3 separate regions of the Mus musculus genome follow, and all the other regions are linked to region 1. The links are chromatin contacts, called in public HiChIP or PLAC-seq maps. All regions are on one chromosome and are shown on one strand. Each heading gives the region's core, a stretch centred on a gene start, on an enhancer-like site or on the middle of the called end of the contact. The rest is flanking DNA. Distances are from core to core; before and after follow the strand shown.

Region 1 (3,794 bases), core at 2-2,501:
CAAACAGCTATATTCATGTTTGTAGTCACACACTTTGTTGAGAGCAAGAAGATATTTACAAATGTAGTTAAGATAACTAAAGTTATATTTTATTATGCTGAGGATTAGTATACAGTATTTACACTTTAAATTTCTAATTACAGTCTTAACCCTATCTTCCCAGGGCTGCTCACCTGGGTGACATATTTTAGCTTGTCAGGTTCAGTTTTTTTTTTCCTTTTTATTATTATTATTTATTCATTCTACATCCTAATGGTAGCCTCCCCTTCTGCCTGTGATCCCAGTCCCATCCTCACAAACACCTTCCCTTCTCAGAGAGGGGAGGAGACCCCCTTGGATACCACCTGATCCTGGGACATCAAATTGAAGCAAGACTACACACAACCTTTCCCATTAAGGCCTTACAAGCCAACAGAAGTTTTTGATTTGAGGCTCCTGAGGGCAGATTATGGTGGTGTCTTCTCATATGTGCAGCGCAGAGCATTGTCTTAGTCTCCAATTATATACTGTTCACTGGGGATCATGGGGTTTTAGGATTGTTATTTGGAGTGAGTGATGTCAGAGTTTTGGTTATTAGTCTTGGGTGTTTAAAAGGCATTTTTTTTTACTATGTTCATTACACACTTATATACATTTTCTACCTCTCCTACACTTATATATAAATACATCACACCGATCGCCTAATTGCCATTAGGTGTTGACTGGGTACGGAACAACCTGTCAGCCACCTAAATCGGGTCACTAGAGCAAAAGTTGTAAAATCCGTAAATGTAAAAAATTAAGATTAAAGAGGCAGGGTCTGAGAAGAAGACTTTGAAAGATGAAGCAAAATCTCTGTGGTGACGGTGTAAAAGAACTTCCACCGAAAGTATGTCTTTAAAATGCGGAGGGCTCCGTTCATGGGCCCACCGCCCGCCTCAGGCCCTAAAGAGGGTCTGGCAGGTTTCTGCTGTTGTCCTCCGTCAGGATCCCCTGCCTCTCTGCCAGTGCTAGCTAGTTCTGGCTGCTGAGCACACAGCACAGCCTGGCACCCTGGCGACCCTAAGCCGCCAAGTGAGAAAGAAGCTTCTAGAAACCATGCGGGCCTCCGATGGGGGGCCGCGGGCGGAGGACGGGGGCCCCGAGGGGGGACGCTGCTCACCTGAGCTCCTCACAGAACCTGGCTCCGGGCTCTGCGAGCCCCGAGTTCCTCACCGCCGAGCTCCTCACACAGCGCACCGTTCCTCCCCGACCAGCACGAGCGATTCAAACTGCCCGCCGCCGCCGCCCCTCTTCCCTCCCGCTCACTTCCGGTCCCGCCCAGCTAGCCTCCACGCCCATTGGCCATGGCGAGAGGCTTTCGACCAGTCCTCACCCGGCTTCTCGGTGAGCCGCCTCTGATTGGCCCTTTTGGACGACTGTTTAAAAACAAGCAGAGCCGGCGGCGGAGCCTGCGCAGACGTCGGATGCACTGGCGTTGCCTAGAGACGGGCTCCGCACGCTGGGAGGAGCGGACTGCGGGTCTGAATGAGGGTTAAACCCTGAGCGGCTGGGCGGGCTTGAGGAGCAGGGTAAGGTGAGGTCTGTGCTGCGGGGAGGCCGCTCGCTCTAACCGTAGGACAAGCGTAAGGTGTTAGCTCTGAGGGGATTATTATTATAAAAGTTAGCTGCGAAGTTGATTATTACTTTAAAAGTTGGCGCGCACCTGCCATAGCAGCCCTGCGGAGGGCGTTTGGAGGACAGCCTGGCTATAGACAAGAGTCCTTGTCTCGAAAAGAAAAGAAGAGGGGAGGGGAGGCGGGGGGTGGGGGGGCGGATAACAGAGGCACAGTATAACAAATAATCTGAACTTGAATCTAGACATGCATGCAAAACTCAACTGCTGACCTCTCTGTCATCTCCATATTTTCAAAATCTGGATATGCGATTCGCATGGGTTGTGGTGGCTCACGCCGACAGGATTTACTGAATATGAGATCCGAGGGGAACACTTCATCAGATTCAAATATTCACAAGGCTCTTCTAAACTGAGTATACTGCTTCCACTTTCCTAATAGCACCTAAATGCCTAAATATTTTTCTTTAAAAGTAAATATCCATAGGAGGTATGGGATGTGATGCAAACGGAGGGTGGATAGGGGCGGGGGTATGGAATATGGAGTGTGGAAAATAAATTTAAAATAAAATAATTTTAAAAAAAGAAGTAAATATCCTTGGAATTGTAGAGGTGGCTCAGCAGTTGCTGCTCTTGCAGAAGACCTGGGTACAGTTCCTAACATCCACATAGTAGGTCACAACTATCTATAAATCCAGCTCAGGGAATCTGATTCCCTTTTCTGGGCCCACAGGCAACAGGTATGTAACGACATACGTGCTGGCAAAACATGCATGCACATAAAATTAAAACATAAAAATGCTCTCAGTTCCTCTTTCCTCTCCAGTGATCCCTCTCATTGTCTCTCTGCTCACATCCCATTTCTTTTTAGGGTCACTTAGTGCCCAGGGCTTATCCCAGCACCCAGTTTCCCCAGGAAGGCAGCTAAGAGTTACAGAGTCAGATGGAGACCAAAGCTGCTTTATCTTTGGCAGTTCTCTTTGCTATTCTGTAGCCAAAGACTACTTACTTTTAGCAATTTCTCTGACTTTAATTCTTTGCTATTGTATGTCCAAAAGCTGCTTGCTTTCAGGAGTTTTTCTCTTTAATTCTTTGCTATTCTAAGACCTCTGGTTTCTGGTAATTTGACTCCAACTGATAGCAACAAGAGTATTAGAAAAAAGGCTTAGTTTCTCTCTGACTCAAGGACCCCTCCATGGCCAGGCTAGAGGCTTGGAGTCTGTTAACTCTTTGTGAGCCAGAGAGAAAAGAAGAGGAAGAAAGAATTCAAACACACAACTACACACACACACTCTGGCCCTGCCGGACCACCTGTCTCAACAATTTCACAAGTGTTCATGCCAACTTACATAGATACACATATACCTACATATTATTTATGTACATACACATGGACAAACGGACATAGACATATATTCATTTGGTGAATGGGGCTGAGCCCTAAATGCCACACTTTGTTTTTTCTCTCTGGCAAATTTACCTTTTTAGACAAAAATTCTTTATAAAATTACCTCACAGATGAAATGTTACACAGAAGGAGGGTTACAGAAGGGTGTTGACAGTAAGCTCAAAGCAGTGATTCGTTCTACAAGGTCATTATAAATTCAAAGCAGTAGTTTTACTTTATTGCTTTATTATAGTGCACACTTGTAGCCTCTTCCTTGAACCTGACTTAAAATGAATGCTTTTCCTTGATCATAAATTTGTCCCAAGCCTGCATTCTTTCCCTCGTGCAATTAGCCTGTGACATGTGAAGAGCACTATTTGCAGCTTTATTTCTTAGGGGACTTGAGATTACTTACATCAATTTGAGTTCTATAAAATCATCAGAAATTGTAAAATCGTCTATTCGTCTATACCAAATTGCTACATGAGAGTACATCGTCATGGTGATCTAGAGGGAATGTGTCCAATAGTGTGGGCAGAGGCCCATCAATCCTTAGGTTGTGTAATACTGACAGAAAAGGCGTATCAATAGCAGGAAGCAATCCTGGGAAGAAGTCTCTGATGGCCTCAGAGCTCACCCATAGCAGCCCATGCAAAACAGTGGACTGTCTCCAGAAAACCCACTTGCATGCTTTTTTCCTAGATGGTTTCTGACAGGTATGACAGGGGTTGTTACTTTCTAATCAAAAGTGCTTTTAGATAAAGCTGTCTCCCTCCCTCTCTGAATCATGGAGGTAATATGGCCTGTTTCAGC
Region 2 (3,853 bases), core at 1,151-3,650, 630 kb before region 1:
CCTCCTGCCTCCACACACATGCATGCACATATTTACCTACACACACACACACACACACACACACACATACACACACACACACACACACACACACACACACACACACACACTGAATTGCTCTTAACACTTAGCCAACTAAATTAATGTGTTGCCAAACCTGTTGGGTTATGAACTCCCTTTCAATAGGAACTGGCATATTTGAAATTAAATACAATTCAAAATAATAGATTGAATCAGTAAAAAATATGGAGTACTGTGTGTGTGTGGTACTTTTGTTTTTAAAATCCATGCTCCTTTTGATAAAAGAAAGCTAGTTTAAAATGTTCTCTCGCCTTCTCTTTATTCTGCTCCAGTCCTGTGCACTTATCCACACCAAACATGCGCTAAGGACTTTTTTTTCTACCCAGAGAATCCTCGTGAAGGACGTAAAAACTGCCTTGGAATAGACTTATGTGCCATGCCTTAATAGTCAATTAACTCCTTGGATGCAGTTAATTGGTCCTCAAGCATGCCCCTGCCTGTAGGCTTGAGAATCTTGAGTTCTCTACGTCAGAAGAGAAAGTTTGGTGTTCCAGGAGCACTTGTGTCTCTGTGGACACCACATCCTTGTGGCTGAAGAAGTGGACGTGGAATGCCCTTTGCCCACCGTCCTCCTGTTTCTCCATCCCTTTCACGTTCTGTTGTTTCAGGTCTTCTTCTCACTTCCATTCTTACCATCAACAATGCCCCAACAAGAAGCCACTAGGAAGGTTTGTTGTAGCGGTTCAAGGGGTGCTTCCCATCACCTGGGAAGGCCTGGAGGCAGGAAAGATAGGCCGAAGTGGTTGACTACACACTGGCGTTCAGGTAGGAGAGAGTGAGCAGGAAGCATGGGCTAGAAAACTCAAGGCCCTCAAAGGTCCCACGGCATTCCCAGACAGCTCTGACAACTGGGGAACAACTGTTCACACCCCTGTGGAGCCTGTGGGGACACTTCACTTTGAAACCCCAACAAATGACCTGTTGGAACAAGGTCACTTCAAACATGAGGGTTTGCTAAATTGCATTTTCTCAGTGCCAACTTCTCTTCCTCATTTATTATAATCAAGCTGTGAAATCGGATATCAGAATAATTTGGAATAAATTAATTTCCAGCCCAGGAGTAGCACAGTGCCTGGGGGCCACGTTCTGATAGCCTTCTCTTCACCTGTGATCTGGTGTAAAATCCCCTTTCCTCTTCTAACCTTTAATGAAGACACACAGAGAGATCAAAATCTTGCTGTTTATATTTTGCATTCGCCGACTGGTAAAGTGGTAGCTGGCTGCCTGGCAGGCATCAGGGCAGCAGCTCACCTCACTACTCTGAGACCCAGCCTGTGGCTTCACCTGCTCCAAGCCCAATGCTGAACTCACACAGAGGTTTATTCACATCCAAGCTAATGGCCTGAAGTAGGGTTTTGATCCGTTGTGACAAGGGTTACTGTCTTAACTCCCTTTCTTCCTGTTATGAATAAAGACATTGACAAGAAGTGATAACAGAACCTAGAATCACCCAGGAGACCAAGCTTCAGGTGTGTGCATGAGGGGGTTTTAGATTGGGTTGATGTCACAAGACCCACCCTAGATATGAGTGTCACAATGCCACGGCTGGAGTCTTTAGAGGGAATTAAAAGGCAAAGCTTGGCTGAGCACCAGCACCAGCAGCTTCCTGTTTCCTGATTGCGGATGCCATGTGACAGAATGGCGGCCCCGTGACCTGAGCCCCTGTCTTCCCCGTCTTGTGAGCCAAAATAGACTCCTGCATCTTTCTTTAAGCTACTTTTCTCAGAGTATTTTACCACAGAAGTAGGAAAAGAAACCAAGGCACTGGCACAACCTACTTTTTGATAAATGCCTACCCTTAGTGTGTCTACTTAAGATTTTTACCTGGCCTCAGGATTTAAAGCAAAGTAGTCCTTCAAGGTGACCACCAAACGTCCTACAACTGCAGCATCTTCCTGTCTTCTCACACACCATGCCAAAGCACAGCTCCTGCCTCCCAGGTGGGATCACCTCTTCCATCCACCTTAGCTCAGTGTACACTGCTTGAGAGGTGGGAAGGGCAGTGCGAGCATTTAGACAAAACGGTGACAAGTTGGGTATCCAGAGAGCACTAAAACTCTCTGATGGACACTGGACATCTGGGGAACCTAGAATAAGCATTGATGTAACCCGTTATATAATCATTTCCAGAAAACGCCACCTTTGTGTGATTCTATGTAAGTATACCCCTCGAACCAGAAGGGGTCCCTGTGTGTGTCTGTTTATGCCTATGTGCCAGTCTGCCTTGTTCTAGAGAGAACGAAGCATGTCACATCTGCTTATGACTCCTCACAATTCCTACAACTGCTCAGCTTCCTTCAACCCCCACCCCTCCTCTGACTCACAGCTCAGACCGCGTCCATGGCACACAGATTAACCATAAAGTATCAGAAGCTAACACCCACCTAAGAATCTGTGCTTGGTGATTTTGTCTGCCACTGTGTCGGAAAGCTGAAACCTAGCATTTAAAGCCGCATATTATATAAATTCAGAAATGTGTTCTACATTTTCTGAAAGGTCTGCAGTCTGTGCTGAGTCACCACCTTTAGCTTATGAGACACAGTGATCGTGGCAAATCCAAGGATTCTGGGTGAGGACACTATCCTCGGATGCTCAGACCTTCCATGGATCACTAGTCATCTTTCAGAAAGACCTCTGCAGACTCCTTCATCCCCACTCTGTACTTGGTTCTCCACTCAGAGCTGCTTTGCATCTGACAGTGCTCATGTTAAAGTAGGACTAGATTTACTTATTATATTCTGATCTCTGTTGTAGCCTAACTTTATTTCTTTCCAAGTATTTATTGAATTTTTTTCTTTTTCTCCCTCTTACCCTTCATCCCTTGCTCCCTCCCCCCTTCTTTTTTTCCCTTCTTTCTTCCTTCAGAATTTCATTTAATTTTCAGTCTGGACTTGAACTTGAAATGTATCTGAGGATGACCTTGAATTTCTGATCATCTTACTCCACCTCCCAAATACTGGGACTACAGACACATGACACAGTGCGTAGTTTACACAGGGCTGTGGACGAAAACCAGAGTGGTGTGCATGCAGAGCAAAATACTCTACCAACTGAGCTATAACTCCGGCCCCTCTTCATTTCTATGTGAACATTTATCTCTTGGATATTCTGATGACTAGGGAGGTGATAACACACACATTCAGACTAGGACTGGAGAGAATCAATCAAGAAATTGAGCTAAGTTGCCTGTATAGATTTTATTATCTACAACAAGGTTTTCTGATCACCATGACTTAAAAGTACAAAGTTCATACTAAAAGCTATAATGTAGTGAACGCTTGGAATGTGCCAGCCCCTCTGGGAAGAGGCTTACTGCTTGAACAACACTTGGGCCAGCCCAGTAAAGGAATGTAGGAGGGGATTTTTCATTCATCTGACAGATGAGGATCAAAGCTTTAAGCAACACTCTTGCTTCCCTGGGCTTTGTGCAATTTCCTCCTGCGGGACTTTCAAAAAAGCACTTTCTCCAAGAATACTAAGATGCTGTAGACAAAGGATGATGCTAAGAGGAGTACAGAGGATGGCTGCTCACCTTACACTCCAGCTTCATGATTGCCAGATCTGCTCCATCCAACAGCTTACCCCAAACCTCTTCTCTCCCATCCCCACTCTCTCACGAAGATCATACTCCTCGTTCCACACCGTCAAAGTATTCTATAAAAAGTAATGTTTCAGAAACTCTTAGGTTGGGAGGCAGCACTGAGTGGAATAAATTCAAGATACACTCTGAACTCGATCGATTAGTGACCGTTAGGGGCTCTTATCCATGAAC
Region 3 (4,066 bases), core at 1,410-3,909, 710 kb before region 1:
TAACTGCTCTTCCAAAGGTCCTGAGTTCAAAATCCCAGCAACCACATGGTGGCTCACAACCATCCCTAATGAGATCTGATGCCCTCTCCTGGTGCGTCTGAAGACAGCTACAGTGTACTTACATATAATAAATAAATAAATCTTTAAAAAAATTAGATAAATATGGATGGATTATTAAATCTACTATTAAAAGCATGTTACAGCTATAATATTACATTGGTAGAGATCTTATATATGTGCACTCCAGAATGGCACTTAGGTCTTCCATCTCTTCACTCCCACAGATACGTCAAACCTGAATTTTAGGCATTAAAGGCTTATAAAGGGTCCTTGAGGATCTGCACTATCATTAGCACTAGAAGGATATGCTTAGACTCTGGGGACGTAGAAGAAGGCTTGGGAGTATGGAGCTGATCGATCCCTAGCAACAAAAGGGGTGAGAGCAGATATGAAGTCACTTTGCATATTCCTATTGCTGCTTTGAAAGCCTGCATGCAGAACTGTAACATCTTCTGAAGATGTACTATAGCTAGTACATCGGGCTGCTGAGATGCCGCAGCAGCTCAAGACACTTGTCACCAAGCCTGGTGACCTGAGTTTGATCCTCAGCAGAAGAGAACTGACTCCACTAAGTTACCCTCTGACCTCCAACGTGTGTGCTCAGGCAAGAGTGCACGCACACACAGCATTTTCATATGTGTGTGTACACAGACACACATATTTGTTCAAATGTTTGTTGTTGAAATATTCATGTTCCTAATTGTTTATAGTTAAATACAATGGCTAGGAGAATAATTATTGAGGCTGTTGCTTGTGTTACAAAAATGACTTTCAAAATTAAAAGCACCAGTCAGCTCTGGTCCTAGATTCCCATCTTTGAAGATGCCTACCGATGTCATTTCCAGAGGAATAGCTGCCATGGCTCTCTGTCTCCTCCAAGGACAGGATCTTGAAGGATGCTAAAGGAGTGGAGCCTGGCTGCGTAGAGATCATCCCTCTGAATCGTGTCACTGTCCAGGTGCGGACGTGGTTGTTGTCAGCACACACTAGGAAAGAAAGAACACAATACATCACCTCCCCACTCTGAAACACATTTCTTCTTTTACATCAAGCAGATCATTGTACATTTGGAAAAGCAGATCACAGATCTTTTTTTTTGTTTGTTTGTTTTTCGAGACAGGGTTTCTCTGTGTAGCCCTGGCTGTCCTGGAACTCACTCTGTAGACCAGGCTGGCCTCGAACTCAGAAATCCGCCTGTCTCTGCCTCCAAGTGCTGGGATTAAAGGCGTGCGCTACCACTGCCAGGCTGAAGATTTATCTTAAAACTGTACTCAATTTACATATAGTAAGCCAACATGAGAGAAGGGGGTCTGGGAAGGTGACTGAGTGAAGATGTTTGCTGCCAAGCCTCAAAACCCGAGTCTTGAGCCTCTGACACACATGGTAAAAGGTGGGAACTGACTCCTACAAAGTGGACAGACCTCCGTGGTCAGCAACGCTTGTTTCTCTTCACAGGACTCAAGGGTGGTCCCAGCACCCACCTCAGAGGACTCACAACTGCCTGCAATTCCAACTCCAGGGAATCTGATGACACCTGTTCTCTGAGAGTAGCCAAACATGATATGGCACAAGACATTCATATTTAAAACATTTAGCCAGATGTCATGGCACACATCTTTAATCCCAGAACTTGGGAGACAGAGCCAATCAGATCTCTATGAGTTCTAGGCCAGACTGGTCTACATGGTGAGTTCCAGGATAGCCAGGACTACATAAAAAAAGACCCTGTCTAATAAGCTCCCACAAAAGTGAATAATAATAATTAAAATGTTTAATTAAAAGACTTTTAAAAACCTAATAAAGACTCTAACGTGACTACAAATGAGTAATAAATAATTATTCTATAAGATGTATGGAAAGTGCTAGTCACTAGTTTACAGTTACTCCTGGTTTAGGCTATTTAAGGTCTGAGTAATATAAAACACCCCTCTCTCCAGCTTAAAACACTTTTCTACACATCTGTGTTTCAGGGCTCGCCTTGGCTTTACTGTTGCTAATCCTGAGTAGGAACACTAGTGACTGACCACACAGGGGAGCACTCCCAAAACGCATCTTTGTTCTAAATGGGCATGCTTATTAAAAAGATATACCCTAAATATCAAGTCATCCAGGCAAGTACACTTTTTTGCTTGCTTTAACAAGGGGAAAAATTAACTTGCCATTTGTGATAATTTTCGAAATGTCTGTGAATGCTAGGAATGTAGAACTTTTATATAAATATCATAGTTCCTATGTCATACAATACCAGTTTTGTATTTTAAAGCAAACTTTAGAAAAAAACTTGGAAATTACCAAGAAATAGTTCCTGTGCACTTTTTAGCAGTATATAATGAAATCCTCAGATCTCAGGCCAGTAGTGAAGTACAGGAGATACAGGTAAGGCATTTAGCCAGTCTTGTGGGAAATGGCCCTCTGGTTTCACTAAGCTTAGCAGGATGGAGAAGACAAAGAACTAAAGCCATCATGAATGATTCAAGTGGTGATGACAGAACCCTGTTCAAACAACTCCTGCAAAGCCCCATTTCAGACCCTAGGATGCATACCACAGAAAAAGCACATGGCTGCACTTATGCCAAGAGCCACCAGGGGGCAGAAGGGCCGAGAACACAGAACACTGTTGACGGGTGCTTTAACCTGGGCCTTTAAATCCAGACCCACAGCATACAGCATTTCCTAGCACTGTTGGGAGAACACACAGCTACTGCTGTGGAACTCAGCTTCTAGGAGGAGGCAGACAGCAAATAAACAACAAGCACACGGGAAGCCTGTGCAGAACACACAGGAGACTCTAGCAGCCAAGGTCACCTCTTCACAGACTTACTCAGACCTTACTGAGGAGAGTGAGAGAGACGGAGGGGCAGAGCAACCAAACAAATATGGCAAACAAACAAGAGCACAGAAGTCCAAGGCATTTTTATAAACTAGAAAAGCTAATAGCTGCCGGGCAGTGGTGGCGCACGCCTTTAATCCCAGCACTTGGGAGGCAGAGGCAGGCGGATTTCTGAGTTCAAGGCCAGCCTGGCTAGTACACAGAGAAATCCTGTCTCGAACCCCCCTACCCCCCCAAAAAAAGTCTCATGATTCAAAGAAAGTATGTTGGTTGGCGCTAGGCAAAATTAACACGTCATATTTAGTTCATTATCTAAATTTTTAAAATTTTGTGATTATAGGGAACTATAAAACAACAAAATGTTACTTTCTTTACATAATTTTATACTGTTATGCATTTTAAACATAAGGTGATCAACTATCAAAGTATACATTTGGTCTACAACTTTAGCTTAACTGAAGATAACAAAATACATTTATAGTAAAGTTCAAACTTAGAAAATTTGAAACAGAAAAATCTTCTCAGCAGTGACCTGATACGCATCTTGGTATGAATTTGCCGTGAGAAGGAACTATAAGAGAATTAACAGGACATAGACATTTCCTAGGCTTATGTACAGCACACCCCGACCACGTCAAAGCCACACCCCTTCAGTTTTCCATGCAGCATAAGCTACCCCACTTCCTCTCTCAGCACGGAGTCACCGCAGACAGGGAGCCGCCTTGTACCTGACACCAGGTGCTTCTCTGACAGCATGATCTTGGTCACGGGGCTCCGGTGAACGGTGAATGTCTGGAAGAGCTGAGGCCCTGAGCCGACAGTCTCCGGATGCTGCACAATCACTCGCACGGCTCCAGAGCTCGTACCATAGGCGATCTCAATCCAGTTTCCGCTGACACCTAGGAGCCACGGGTCAAAAGAAGTGCGTTATATAAATAATGATTGAAAGAATGCCTGGCCCAGCAGAGACCAGAGCTTGTGACCAAAACCCTCAGCAAACACAGCTCAAGGCTGCTCACAGCAGAAAGTCTGTAATTCCTTTACACGTGTTTCTTGACCCTTCACTCTACAGTGAAACTGCTTCTGGCCATCCTGCACTGTCTTAGGTTTTGCTGTGGTAATTACACACTAATTCTGTGAATTCTCATGCCTACCCCTCATGCCCTGCTCCTTACT

The links. HiChIP or PLAC-seq counts read pairs in DNA pulled down with a chosen protein or histone mark.
Region 2: a CTCF HiChIP or PLAC-seq map of the NIH/3T3 cell line shows a contact between it and region 1, with 6 read pairs. The contact joins the enhancer-like site here to the promoter of Cenpf in region 1. A contact is called at or near these places in 1 of 39 promoter capture datasets (liver), 1 of 15 datasets of contacts at CTCF or cohesin (the NIH/3T3 cell line), 1 of 484 Hi-C or Micro-C datasets (cerebellar granule neurons), 3 of 115 datasets of contacts at active chromatin or transcription factors (the 230-238 cell line, embryonic basal ganglia and large pre-B cells) and 1 of 9 other capture datasets (liver).
Region 3: an H3K27ac HiChIP or PLAC-seq map of epiblast stem cells shows a contact between it and region 1. The contact joins the enhancer-like site here to the promoter of Cenpf in region 1. A contact is called at or near these places in 3 of 39 promoter capture datasets (embryonic stem cells, maxillary cranial neural crest and pre-B cells), 3 of 484 Hi-C or Micro-C datasets (embryonic stem cells, nephron progenitors and olfactory sensory neurons), 10 of 115 datasets of contacts at active chromatin or transcription factors (the 230-238 cell line, T-cell acute lymphoblastic leukemia, embryonic basal ganglia and 7 more) and 3 of 9 other capture datasets (adipose tissue, embryonic stem cells and liver).

The regions. Positions count from the first base shown.
Region 1 is chr1:189,686,835-189,690,628 of GRCm38.p6, forward strand. Cenpf (centromere protein F) reads right to left here and starts at 1,252. Exons shown (of 18, transcript NM_001081363.2): 1 at 1,142-1,252.
Region 2 is chr1:189,052,706-189,056,558 of GRCm38.p6, forward strand. No RefSeq gene overlaps it. Among named protein-coding and RNA genes, the nearest start is that of Gm36561, 20 kb to the left of the region's middle. Within about 2 kb of position 2,401, at least 34 of the 459 cell types and tissues checked have an H3K27ac peak or open chromatin away from gene starts, as enhancers often do. A contact at or near this core is called in the NIH/3T3 cell line, where this site is marked.
Region 3 is chr1:188,977,607-188,981,672 of GRCm38.p6, forward strand. It overlaps Kctd3 (potassium channel tetramerisation domain containing 3), which reads right to left. Exons shown (of 18, transcript NM_172650.2): 13 at 3,619-3,789; 14 at 891-1,046. Among named protein-coding and RNA genes, the nearest start is that of Kctd3, 28 kb to the right of the region's middle. Within about 2 kb of position 2,660, at least 21 of the 459 cell types and tissues checked have an H3K27ac peak or open chromatin away from gene starts, as enhancers often do. A contact at or near this core is called in epiblast stem cells, where this site is marked.